Regions from separate parts of the Zea mays genome. Here region 1 is linked to region 2. A link is a contact called in public Hi-C data. All regions are on one chromosome and are shown on one strand. Each heading gives the region's core, a stretch centred on a gene start, on an enhancer-like site or on the middle of the called end of the contact. The rest is flanking DNA. Distances are from core to core; before and after follow the strand shown.

Evidence for each region. Hi-C and Micro-C count contacts between places; a contact is called where the count stands out from the background.
Region 1: a contact with region 2 is called in a Hi-C map of leaf, with 6 times the contacts expected there. The contact joins the promoter of LOC100277241 here to the promoter of LOC103653685 in region 2. A contact is called at or near these places in 4 of 25 Hi-C or Micro-C datasets (ear, endosperm, leaf and 1 more).

The regions. Positions count from the first base shown.
Region 1 is chr4:131,800,393-131,805,711 of Zm-B73-REFERENCE-NAM-5.0, forward strand. LOC100277241 (OSJNBb0048E02.16-like protein) reads left to right here and starts at 2,114. Exons shown (of 1, transcript XM_008680511.4): 1 at 2,114-3,128. The coding sequence starts at 2,437. The coding sequence ends at 2,664.
Region 2 is chr4:131,563,718-131,569,455 of Zm-B73-REFERENCE-NAM-5.0, forward strand. LOC103653685 reads left to right here and starts at 1,306. Exons shown (of 5, transcript XM_008680510.4): 1 at 1,306-1,487; 2 at 1,557-1,730; 3 at 5,154-5,738. The coding sequence starts at 1,473.

The DNA.
Region 1 (5,319 bases), core at 864-3,363, 240 kb after region 2:
ATACTCAGTAAAGGCTTTGCCGAGTTAAAAAGGTCTTTTTATCGAGTGTCTGGGGCATTCGAAAAAGAAGACGAGTCCGATAGTGCACTAGATAAAGGAGGACGAGCGACCGAGCAAGCTATATAAAAGGGACCAGACTCCTTTTCAACTCAAATCTTTTTGGCTGTGTGGCTAGGACAAAATGTAATACCGGTTTTTGTGTGCTGTCACAACATATGCAATATTTGTTCTTGTGTCACAAGGCATTGTTGAAACTCTCACTGGCACTGTCAATTATTATTGTTCCTGTTTTATGTCAGATATATCATCGTCAGGAGAGAAACAAAAGAAAAGAGGAATAGAATTTCACTGGTCCCTCTCGTATATAGCCTCATTCATACTTGTGAAAGCTAAGCTTACATCTAAACTTGGTGCCCCAAAACAAAAGAAAAAAATACATTATTTTTCTAAAACATATATCCAGTTTTAGATAACGAGAATGAGGTTATATCCAGTTTTATAGTTAAGACAGCAAAAAATGACTTTTATGATAGTTGAAAGTGGCAAAATGATTTTTTTTCCCAACAAAAAAACACAATTCCAACTTGATGCTCCCAAACATAAAAATGGTTATAGTATAATCTCGTTCCCTTTTCGCAGCTTGCAAAGCGCGTGATGGCAGCCACAATAATAGAACTTTTATGCATCATTATTGGGTAATCACACACTTGACTAGGCCCACCTTGATCTCTTCTGCTAGCTCTAGTGTATATATGTCAGTGCCATATGTACACAGGCCCACGTACGGCTCGTAGTTGGAATGCAATCATATGCATCAAATATTATACTAGTAGTATAATGAATACTGTTATATATCTTGCGAATATTATTGGTTGCTTAGGCCCGGCCGATGGATTGCTCCTAGACACAACAGGCCAAATAAAGGCGCCAAAGGGAACTGAAACAGCTTGCAGTAACCTTAAACAAGAGCTAGTAGCTTGCTGCATGCAAAAAGGGTAGAGATTCGAAGATTAACCTAAGCCAAAGGCACGCACACCCGGTTTGAGTGTCGTGTGTTGACCTGTTTCTTTCCACAGCAAACTAGCTAGCTCTAGCTGCGGCCGGTAAAGTAGCTTTTTTAGGAGATGCGCGTCGTACGTGCTAGCTGCTGGTCTACGTCGATCCACGCGATCCGACCACACCCCGGACCGATTTATTAGAGATATAATATTTTTTCAATACATTTTAAAAATTTTCGATATATTTTGATATAAAAATAACAGATATCAATGAAGATGTATGGATCACGCCCCGGGATAACCGGGTGGTCCGGTGTCTGTCATATGTGCCACTGCTCTCAAGAGTAAAACTAGTAGACGGTATGTTATATTGATGTGGTTTTCATTTATATTCACGTGTGGATTATAAAATATAAAGATACATGGGTTCTATTGGTTAAGTGGACGTGGTTTAAAACTGTATAATTTTAGTTTTTTATCATTTAAATGTGAACCCTCTCTCTCTCTCTCTCTCTCTCTCTCTATATATATATATATATATATATATATATATATATATATATATATATTCTCTCTATATATATACACCGTGCGTGTATTACGCATATATGCATGACAACAGCGTACTACTAGCTATCTAGAAGAAGCAAGAACAGGGAGATATTTTCATACGGATTTTGGCAAATATGTATACAAAGCTGCTTACTATAGTTTGTATATATACGTGAGAGAGAGAGAGCGACTGGCGGCGAATTAATTCTGGTCCAGTCCAAGCAGGCCGGATCGGAATTCGGAACAAGAAGGATCAATTATGCTGTGCAGTGCAGCTGAAGCTACTGTACCATGCATGCGTGCTTTCCTCCCCCCTTTTTTTTCTTCCGTTCCGGCCGTCTGTACAGCCTACACCAGTGTATAGCTGCTATGCTAGGGGAGGATCGTCTGCGCCTGGTGCAGTACGTACGTCGTAGCTAGAACACGCGCTTTAGCATCATTTCACATCGAGCGATCTTGGCCGTCCATTCCCCCGCGCGATCCGCGATCCTGTACTCTTCCATCACCTTTAGTTCTATATATGTATATTATTTAGAACCCTAGCCAGCTTGCATCCACCACCAAGCCTGCGCGCCATATGGTCGTCGATCCACAGCTCCCTCTTATAAATCCAGCTGCATGCCCCCCTCCCTTCTCGGCACCATTAAGCCAGCACAATTAAGTTGATCGACCGAAGCAATTACAAACTCTACTCAGCTCTCTCATCATCAGCTAGTGGTCTCGACCGCGGCTCATCACTGCCGCGCCGGCGTTACTGAAGAACTTGCTTGTGAGTTGTGACAAATATAGCCAGGGGCGACTAGCTAGCCAGCTAGCTAGCTAGCCAGCTGGTAACTGAACGAAGAAGAAGAGAGCAGAGCTTCCCGCGCGCACGCCGCCCGCCGCCATGGGAGGCAAGTCGTCCTTCTTCTGCCCCATCTTCAGCTTCCTGCGCAAGTCCAGGCGGTACGAGTACGACGACGACATGAGCGACTGGGACGGCCGGACCGGGTACGTGCGCAAGGTGCGCTCCAGCGACGAGGACTACGGCGGCTGGTGGGTCGGCGAGCGCGACGTCGACAGCAAGGCCTCCGACTTCATCAACAACTTCCACCAGAAGAAGGTCGCCGGCTAGCACTGCCGCCGCTACCGTTTCGCCGCCTTCATTCCCCAATCCGATCGACGACGCCGCGCGTGCCACTGCCGATCGACGACAGCACCGTACCACCGCCCGATCCACGTGCTCCTCCATATATATATGCAGCTCTCGTCGTTACATTTATTACTAGGTTCCTTGATCGATGCTCTTATATGTCGTTAATGTATGTTTATTATACATGTCGTGCTCATTTAATATATCAGAGAGGGTGATGAATAATTCGATCGATCTGCTGGACAGACCTAGCTAGCTAGATCGATCGTCGCTAGTTTGTTCGTTCGTGTGCGCGCGCTGTATGTACGTGTATGTGTGTGTAAAGAGGTATGCATGCATAGGGACGATGGAGACGCATGCATGTGTTGTACGTACATCGCACATTCTCATGTACATCTGTTAACGTTAATAATCACCAAATAAATAAATTATGCAGTATATATATATATGGTCCATCATGTTGTCATACCTGCTGCATCAATTTCTTCGTTCGGGACTTGCTTATATTTGCAGCACCATTTGCTTTCCTTTGATTAGCATCATGTGCACACGCATTAATAATAAGGCTTGAACTAATTGACCATTTGAGCAAACTTAAGGTGGCAGAGAGAAATCCACTGCGCACACTATTGCTTGTTGGGGCTTGCATTGGCTACACTCACTACCCGAATCGCAGGCTTTGCCGAGTGTTGCATTTTTTGCCGAGTGCCTTTTGTCGGGCACTCGGCAAAGAAAGATTTGCCGAGTGCCGCACTCGGCAAAGTTAGGCTCTCGGCAAAGAGCCCCTTTACCGAGTGCTGAACACTCGGCACAGGGGGCTCTCGGCAAAGACAAGTTTGTCGAGTGTCAAACTCTCGGCAAAGGGGGCTCTCGGCAAAGGGCCGTCAGCGGCCGTCCCAAAGCTGACGGCCGTTAGTCTTTGTCGAGAGCCAACTGCTGGCACTCGGCAAAGAGGCTTCTTTGCCGAGTGCCACATATTGGGCACTCGGCAAAATGCTCTTTGCCGAGTGTCTTCTATAGACACTCGGCAAAGTATATTTGTATTTTTTTGATTTTGTCTTCCAAACTTTTTGTGGTATGTTCCTACACTATGTAGACCTACATGTATCATTTGTGGACAATTATAACAGAGTTTTGAATCGTTAGTAGATTTAGTTCTCTTAGGTTTCATGTATCATTTGTATCATTTGTTATAATTGTCCCCAAATGGTACATGTAGGTCTACATAGTGTAGGAACAAACCACAAAAAGTTTGGTGGCCAAAACCAAAAAAATACAAATGTACTTTGCCGAGTGTCAGATGGTGACACTCGGCAAAATATGCTTTGCCGAGGGCCTCCCAGGTAGGCACTCGGCAAAGAAGTGTGAAGTAATATTTGCCGAGTGTCCCTTGGCCGACACTCGGCAAAGGATCCTTTGCCGAGTGTCGCCGATCTGGCACTCGGCAAAGCTTATTTTAAAAATAAAAAAAAAATCTTTGCCGAGTGCCAGATCGCGGGCACTCGGCAAAGAAGGAAAAATATATTTCCGCCCGGCTCCTTTCTTCTTCTTTCTCTCCTCGCTCTCTCTGTTTCTGAGCGCAGTTCGCCGCCGCGCTAAACTGCCGTCGTGCCGCGCCGCCTCACCGCCGCCCGCCCACGCGCCGCCGCACCGCCTCACCGCCGCCATGCCCACTCGCCGTGCCCACGCGCCGCCTCACCGCCGCGCCGCCTCACCGCCGCGCCGCCCACGCGCTGCCGTCCGCCAGCCGTCCGCCCGCTCGCCGCCGTCCGCGCCTCCGCCGTCCTCGCCTCCGGTACGTAATTGAAGAATGGATTAATTGTGTATATGGATATGGATATGGATATGGATATGGATATGGTTCTTCTAGTTTCCACTACAAATAAATAGTAAACATAAATGTGTGCATATGGATATGGATATGGTTGTTCTATTAATTAGTTGTAAAAATTAATATTAGTTGGTGATTGTGGATATGGATGTCGATTAAATGTGATTGTCGGCCATCGTGCCGTTGATATATGTGTGGATGTCAGCCATTGTGTTGTCAGTTTTATTTGCAGGTTTTGGAAACCTCCCCGTGCAGGGGAGGTGCTGCCGAAATTTTGTATTGACAGGCTTGTTTATTTTTTTGCAGAGGTCTTCGTAGCCGTTGCGGGTCTGCCTGCACCGTGTCGAGTCGCCACTGCACCGACCCGCCACAGCCCCACTAGCCTGACTCCACCGCCACCCTAGGTATAACCTCTATTTCCGCATCATGGTCGTAGATCACGTAACCCAGTTAGGCGTCTCTCGTTCGAAAGAGATACGGTGTAGATATGCAGATCTTTGCATATCTACAAATGTATCAGTTTCGAATTGTCCATGTTTTTTGGACAGCCCGCGGTTGCGTAGATGTTGTTAGTTTCCATGCTCTACTCCGGTCCGAGAAAGAGTTTCGGCGTCACCTCCCTGTTGTTCTCCGGACAGTACACTCTCCCTGACAGGACGTGTATCCGGAGAACAGCGGGGAGGTGCTGCCGAAATTCTATCTCGGATCGGAGTAGAGCATGGAAACTAACTCCATCTACGCAACCGCGGGTGGGATTAGGACCTATCCTCACCTATTAGAAGGTAGGAACGTAGTGTACATGCATT
Region 2 (5,738 bases), core at 56-2,555:
GGGACCACCCAAGCACCCCTCCTCTTCCATGGACTTCGAATGCGATCGCAGACCTACTCCACGAACGGGACCATCGCCTCCTCCACCACCGCCACTGAGGCACCGCCCGATGAACAGATCCACGATGCTATCCGATTCGAACGGGCGTGGAGGAAGGCGAGCGTCTCCTACTCTTGCGGGATCTGCAACGCCAACGACTCTGCTAGGGCCACGACGTGCATGCGCCCGTCGGGGCGGAGGCAGCGGGCTTCTCCTTGAGCTGAGCGAGGATATGTGCCAGCGTACCCTTCAGGAAGATGAGCTTGGGGACGGGGTGGCGGAGGCCGACGCGCGTCACCGGAGTCGAAGAAGAAGGACAGCTTGTGCTAGCCACCGAGGTGTCTCGCGTGGAGGCATGGGGTGGCGAGTCGCGTGGCGGGGGAGTAACACGATGGAGAACTGGGGGGTGTGGGGGCATCACAGGGCGATACGACACTGCGACGACTTTATGACATCCTAAGCGGGATTCTCGGTTGGGGGATCATGGAGGTGGTCGGGAGAGGGGGTAGGGGATTGCGGCGAGGACCATGGTTCAGGCTAAGGGGTAGAGGGTAGAGGGCGTGGAAGGGGAGAGCAAAGCGCTGCGCGCACAAAGAAGAAGGGAGACACTGACATGTGAGTCCTATACGTCGTGGGAAGACAGAGGGTGCATGGATGGTCTATATTATAGTATTATAGAGTAGTAGAGATATTATGATATTACTACAAAGTACAAACTATACTATTACCTAGAAATTATAAAAAATACTTTACTTCCAAATAGACCTAGACCCTCATTGGCCGCATTGTGGGACGTGACGAGTACATTTTTTTCTTGAACTTTGTCTTCTCTTGTGTACAGAGAGTGAACAATAAAAGTTTATTTTATTATTTCTATGTCTGGTTTACTATATAAACTTACGAACAGATAGTTTTGAGTAGGGTCGAACCACGTTAGGCTTAGTGGGGCACATGCCCCCACTCAATTCTCTAGTTTCAGTAGACATTTTATCTTATTTAACGTACCTACAAAAATTTAGTAGTTATTATGTTTCTATTTAGGTCTTCACTTAGGTATTAGACCCCTATTCAAATTTTGGGCTGGGTCGGCCCTGGTCTTGAGTCAAGACAACAATTCTTCGTAACCAAAAGGTTCTCCCCGCCATGGCTGAAACAACAATTTCCCGGAACCAAAGGGTTCTCTCCGCCATGGCTGGAACATTAGGGAAGTTGGGCTTCCCACCGCTTCCGCCTAAAAATCGGAAACAGGCCCCTTCCTTCCACTCCAACGGAAGCAAGCAGCCAGCTAAAAGGCTCAAGCGCAGCAGCGGCTGCCGCGACGCGCCCACCTCCCTCTCCAACTTTCCGTTTGCCACACCTCTATTGCAACCGCCACAACCCCTAGCTCCAGCAACAACCAACTCCCTCCTCCCCTAATCTCTTCCCACTCCAAAATGACGGACTGCCAGGTGAAATTCCTCCCCCTGTACCCGCCGCCGCCGCACGCTGTTCGTGCTGATCGGGGGTTTTTCGTGCAGGTGGTGGCCATGAAAAAGGCGTACGCCAGGATCATGCTCAACATGGCGCAGGAGTCGGCGGCGCGGGTGCTGACGGCGGAGCGTCGAGCCGTGGCCCTCGCGGCCAGTCTCGAGGCCGCCAAGGAGGACGGCGTCGCCGCGCTCCTGCGGCTCAAGGCCATCATGGAAGTCAGGGTATGGCTCTTCCTCTCTCTCTCCGCTCGAACCGCTCGCTTTGGCTGGGTGCTTCGTGAATGTTTAGTTTTTTTTGGATTTTGCTGGTGTGCGTACGATACGAGCAGTTTGGATTGGAGCCTGGAGGATGCGAGGTTCTGTGTTTTAGGTGAGGTTTTGGGATTGACTGTATCGGCTGGACTTCGGATTGTGTTTTCTTGTCGCCGGATGATGGTGGTGAAGGCCCGTTTCAAATTTTGAATTTGTGTGACTGGGATTTGGACCTCGTAGCGTAGAGATTTAGTCTTCTCGGTTTGGTGGGGCCGGTTTCTGTTTTAGGGATGATGATGGTGAAGGCCCCGTTCAAATTTCGCATTCGGATGTCTGGGATGTGGAGCTTGTATGATAGGGATTTCGTCCTCTTGATTTTGTGGTCTTATTTGGAGCTCGTAGGATGGGAATTTTGTCTTCTGGATGCTGCGCTTCTTGTCTCTGCTATCGTGATGTTGGTGGTGCAGTTAAAATTTCTCGTTGGAATGGTTGGGGTTTGGAGCTCATAGTATACGGATTGGATTTCGTCCTCAGGATTTTGCACTTATGCATTGCTGTTTGTGCAGTGGTATTGTGCATTGTAGTTTGCGCAGTGGTATTGTTACAACTCAATTTTTTCCAGAGTGAACTGATACATTCTTTTGTGCGTGGGTGGGAGGAAGGTTATTAGGCTTGGAATGACTGATCATGTTTGAAAAACAAAATATCGTGCTTTGTTATTGTTAGTTACACTTCATGTAGTAGCACTACAGATTTGCCACGACTATGGCTGTGCAGTAGACCAGTATCCAAGGTCTAACAGATTAACATGTGTAAAATGGGCAGCTGTATGTGCTTTGTCTTAGTGTTAGCATGTGTGCTTGAGTGCTTCTAAGTTTGCAGGGGCATACTGCACAATCTGTTGATGTTGTTGGAGTCCGCAAGCATCTGAAGGGGTATTGAGATTGTTTTGATTCTGATAACACAAAGGAAGGTGCTGCTGTGGTTGCTGGAAGCTGAGACCACTAAACTCATTAGGACACACTGATTTTAAGTTATTATAGGCTTTTGGTGTGCCATTGCTACTATGCCTTCACTGATTTGTTGCATTTGTCTTGACAATACTCTCTTTTTTTCTTTCCACCTGTCTGGATGTTTTTCCCTGCGTTAGGAATGTGCTATTTCTTTCTTATGCTGTATGCCTCAAAATATAGCACAATATCCACCCAGTACTGGTGATTTTGGCAATGCTGCTGGTAAAAAAATGTCAGTGCATAGGAGAAGAAAGCGTTTAAGTTCCAAGCAAGTTGAAATAGGCTACAGTTTAACCCAACTGAAACCAAAGTCTCCGTTAGTCCGTTGGATCTGTCCAAACCATCTCAACCGGTGTTGGACATGCTTTTCTTTAATTGGTCGATTTTTTTCGCATGCATATGGAAATATTCTACGTGATTGGATGCCTGCTGCTCGGCAGCCAGGCTGTGTGCGTGCGTTGACTGTCCAGCAGCACCTGATTGGATGCTTGTTTGCGGATGGACCGACCTGGATGTGCGGATGTGGGATATGCCAAATCAAGCATCTTCAGTTGCACGCGTGGAAACGCCGGAAAATGGCGTTTGTGGCAAGCCAGGCTCCAGGCGCCGGTTGCCCGGGCAACCAATCATGCTGAATATGAGCTGGCCGATTTTTCTTTGAAATGAGGTGGAAAAGGAAGAATAGCTGGATCTTGCTCAAAGCATGGACCATCAATTAAGAAAATACTTTTTAATTAATTTGCTATTGCATATTTGATTGACAATAAGAGAACAGGTCTGCAACTGCAGCTTTCAACCAGCCTAGTCTTCAATTCCATTATCCGTGGCTGGTTTAGTGCTATCATCTTGTAGACTTGTACAAGGAGGTACCCAGACAATTTACAAGTCTAGAATGAAGTAGGAAAAGTCATTCACTATGGTATATTTTTTTTCAGAATACGAATAGAAGCTAGTGATAGGTCACTTGGTAGACCACGCTAAGGTGACCATCCATCACTCACCCAGGCTCAAACCATTCAATCTGGGCACTTCCAAATTTGAATACCTCCCTGAGATTTCTTAGTACTTATTAATAGTGTGTACCTTCAGTATCCCCCTACCTTAGGAGCAGCGCCAGGGGGACATGTCTCTATGTGATCATTGCTCTTTGGTTTTAGAATATGATAGTAAAAGCCTCTATGTACGAACTCCTTAACACAGCCTATTTTGTTGCAGATATAAAGAAATCTCAACCAACCTAGGAGGTAATAAGTGGCATTATGAATAAGAAATAAATTCAAGTCAAAGAGGACTCGAACGTGGGTAGTGAGCTTACACACACTGACACACACACACACACCCCAAATTAGGCCCAGTTCCTGTGTTGCATATCATACGTTTTTTGAGAAAATATTGATTATTTTTCAGCTGCGTTTATGTTACATGTTCCAATTGTATCATAGTATAACAATCCACTAATATTTTTCTAAAATGTTTGATAAGGACTCAGGGATTTACCCCCTCCTAGTGTGGGGCCTTGAGTAGGATGACTAGCTTCCCTGCATTTTTATCTCAAATACACATGAGGGTTGCGTATCATTTCATTAATAGAAGAGGACAGCAAACAAAATACAAGATGAGACCGCACACTCACACCCTCCTAGTAGATTTAGTTACATACACGCCTGATGCAAATAGAAAACGACCTAGAAACAAGGGCTCAAATTAGCTCAGCCGTGGCCCTCCAGGAGCTGAACATCTTTGGTTCCTGCTATACCCCGATACCAAAGATCACCCCCAGCCATACATAAGGCATTAGTTAGGAGTGGGGGTTTGCCTTCAATCTAGCAATCATTTCTGTCTCCATAAGGTCCAAGCTCCCAGGGTTATGAGAGAGTTGAGACCTTTCTGCATGAGCGAAGGAAGAGAAGAGGAAGTTTTCCTCCACCACTCTAGGAAGGAAATTTCATCAAGCTGCGGGGCAAGGACTGCCAGGTCCATCCGGCTAAGGAGAAAGAACCAGAATTACCTTGTAAAGACGCAAGTGACTAGGAGATGATCCAGAGTTGGGTCGACCACTTATGCGAGGGTTCCATGTTCGAGTTTTTTTTTGCTTCTTTTATGATACCATCTTGTTAGGTTTCAACTCTAGCCTACCCAACTTGATTGGGACAAAAAGACTATGTTGTTGATGATTTATGATACCAACAGATTGTATGGAATGAATTGAGTCAGTGGTCAGTCATTGCAATTCACTCTTTGTTCTGATTTATTTTTCTTTTTTTTAAAATGTCCATATGTGTAACAGCAGCTGTCTCGTTATTTACTTTCGAACTTTATCTATATGTTGTATCATTTGTAATGAATGCATTCCTGAAACTTGTTAGTGTGTCTTCTGCAGATAAAAGAGAAAGAACTGGAATCTTTGGTGCATGTTAAGATGATCAAGGAACTAGAAGAGCAATTGAATGGTTCACAAAATGCCATGGCCTCTCTTAAGGTTGAGCTGCAGAGGGCAAATACTGAATTAGAGCTGACAAGGAAAACTTTAGCTGATGAAAGAATGAATAGCCTTCCCACATCCAATAATGTTTATTATTCTAATAAAAACGTCAGCCCTTGTTCTAAGATACATCCACAAGGAGGAAATATATTGTTAAAGAATAAAAAAAACGCTGACAACAGTGATGACACTTGCCTTGTTCTGATAACCGAGGAGAATGAAGCAGTGGACAAATTGGAGGACAAGGATCGTCGCAGTCCTGATCTACCATCATTCATGAAAAGAAATAAGAAACCAAAGTTCTGTCATAATGGGTGTACACAGCGTATCCATGCACTTAAACAGCAGACTCAAAGTACAGATGCATTCCTGAAGCAAAATCAGAAGCAGGCCACTGCATTCAATAGCCACTCAAAGGCCAGAAAGAAAAATGCTGCCAAAAACTCATGCCACACAAGGTCCGTCACGGAGCAGATACTTCAA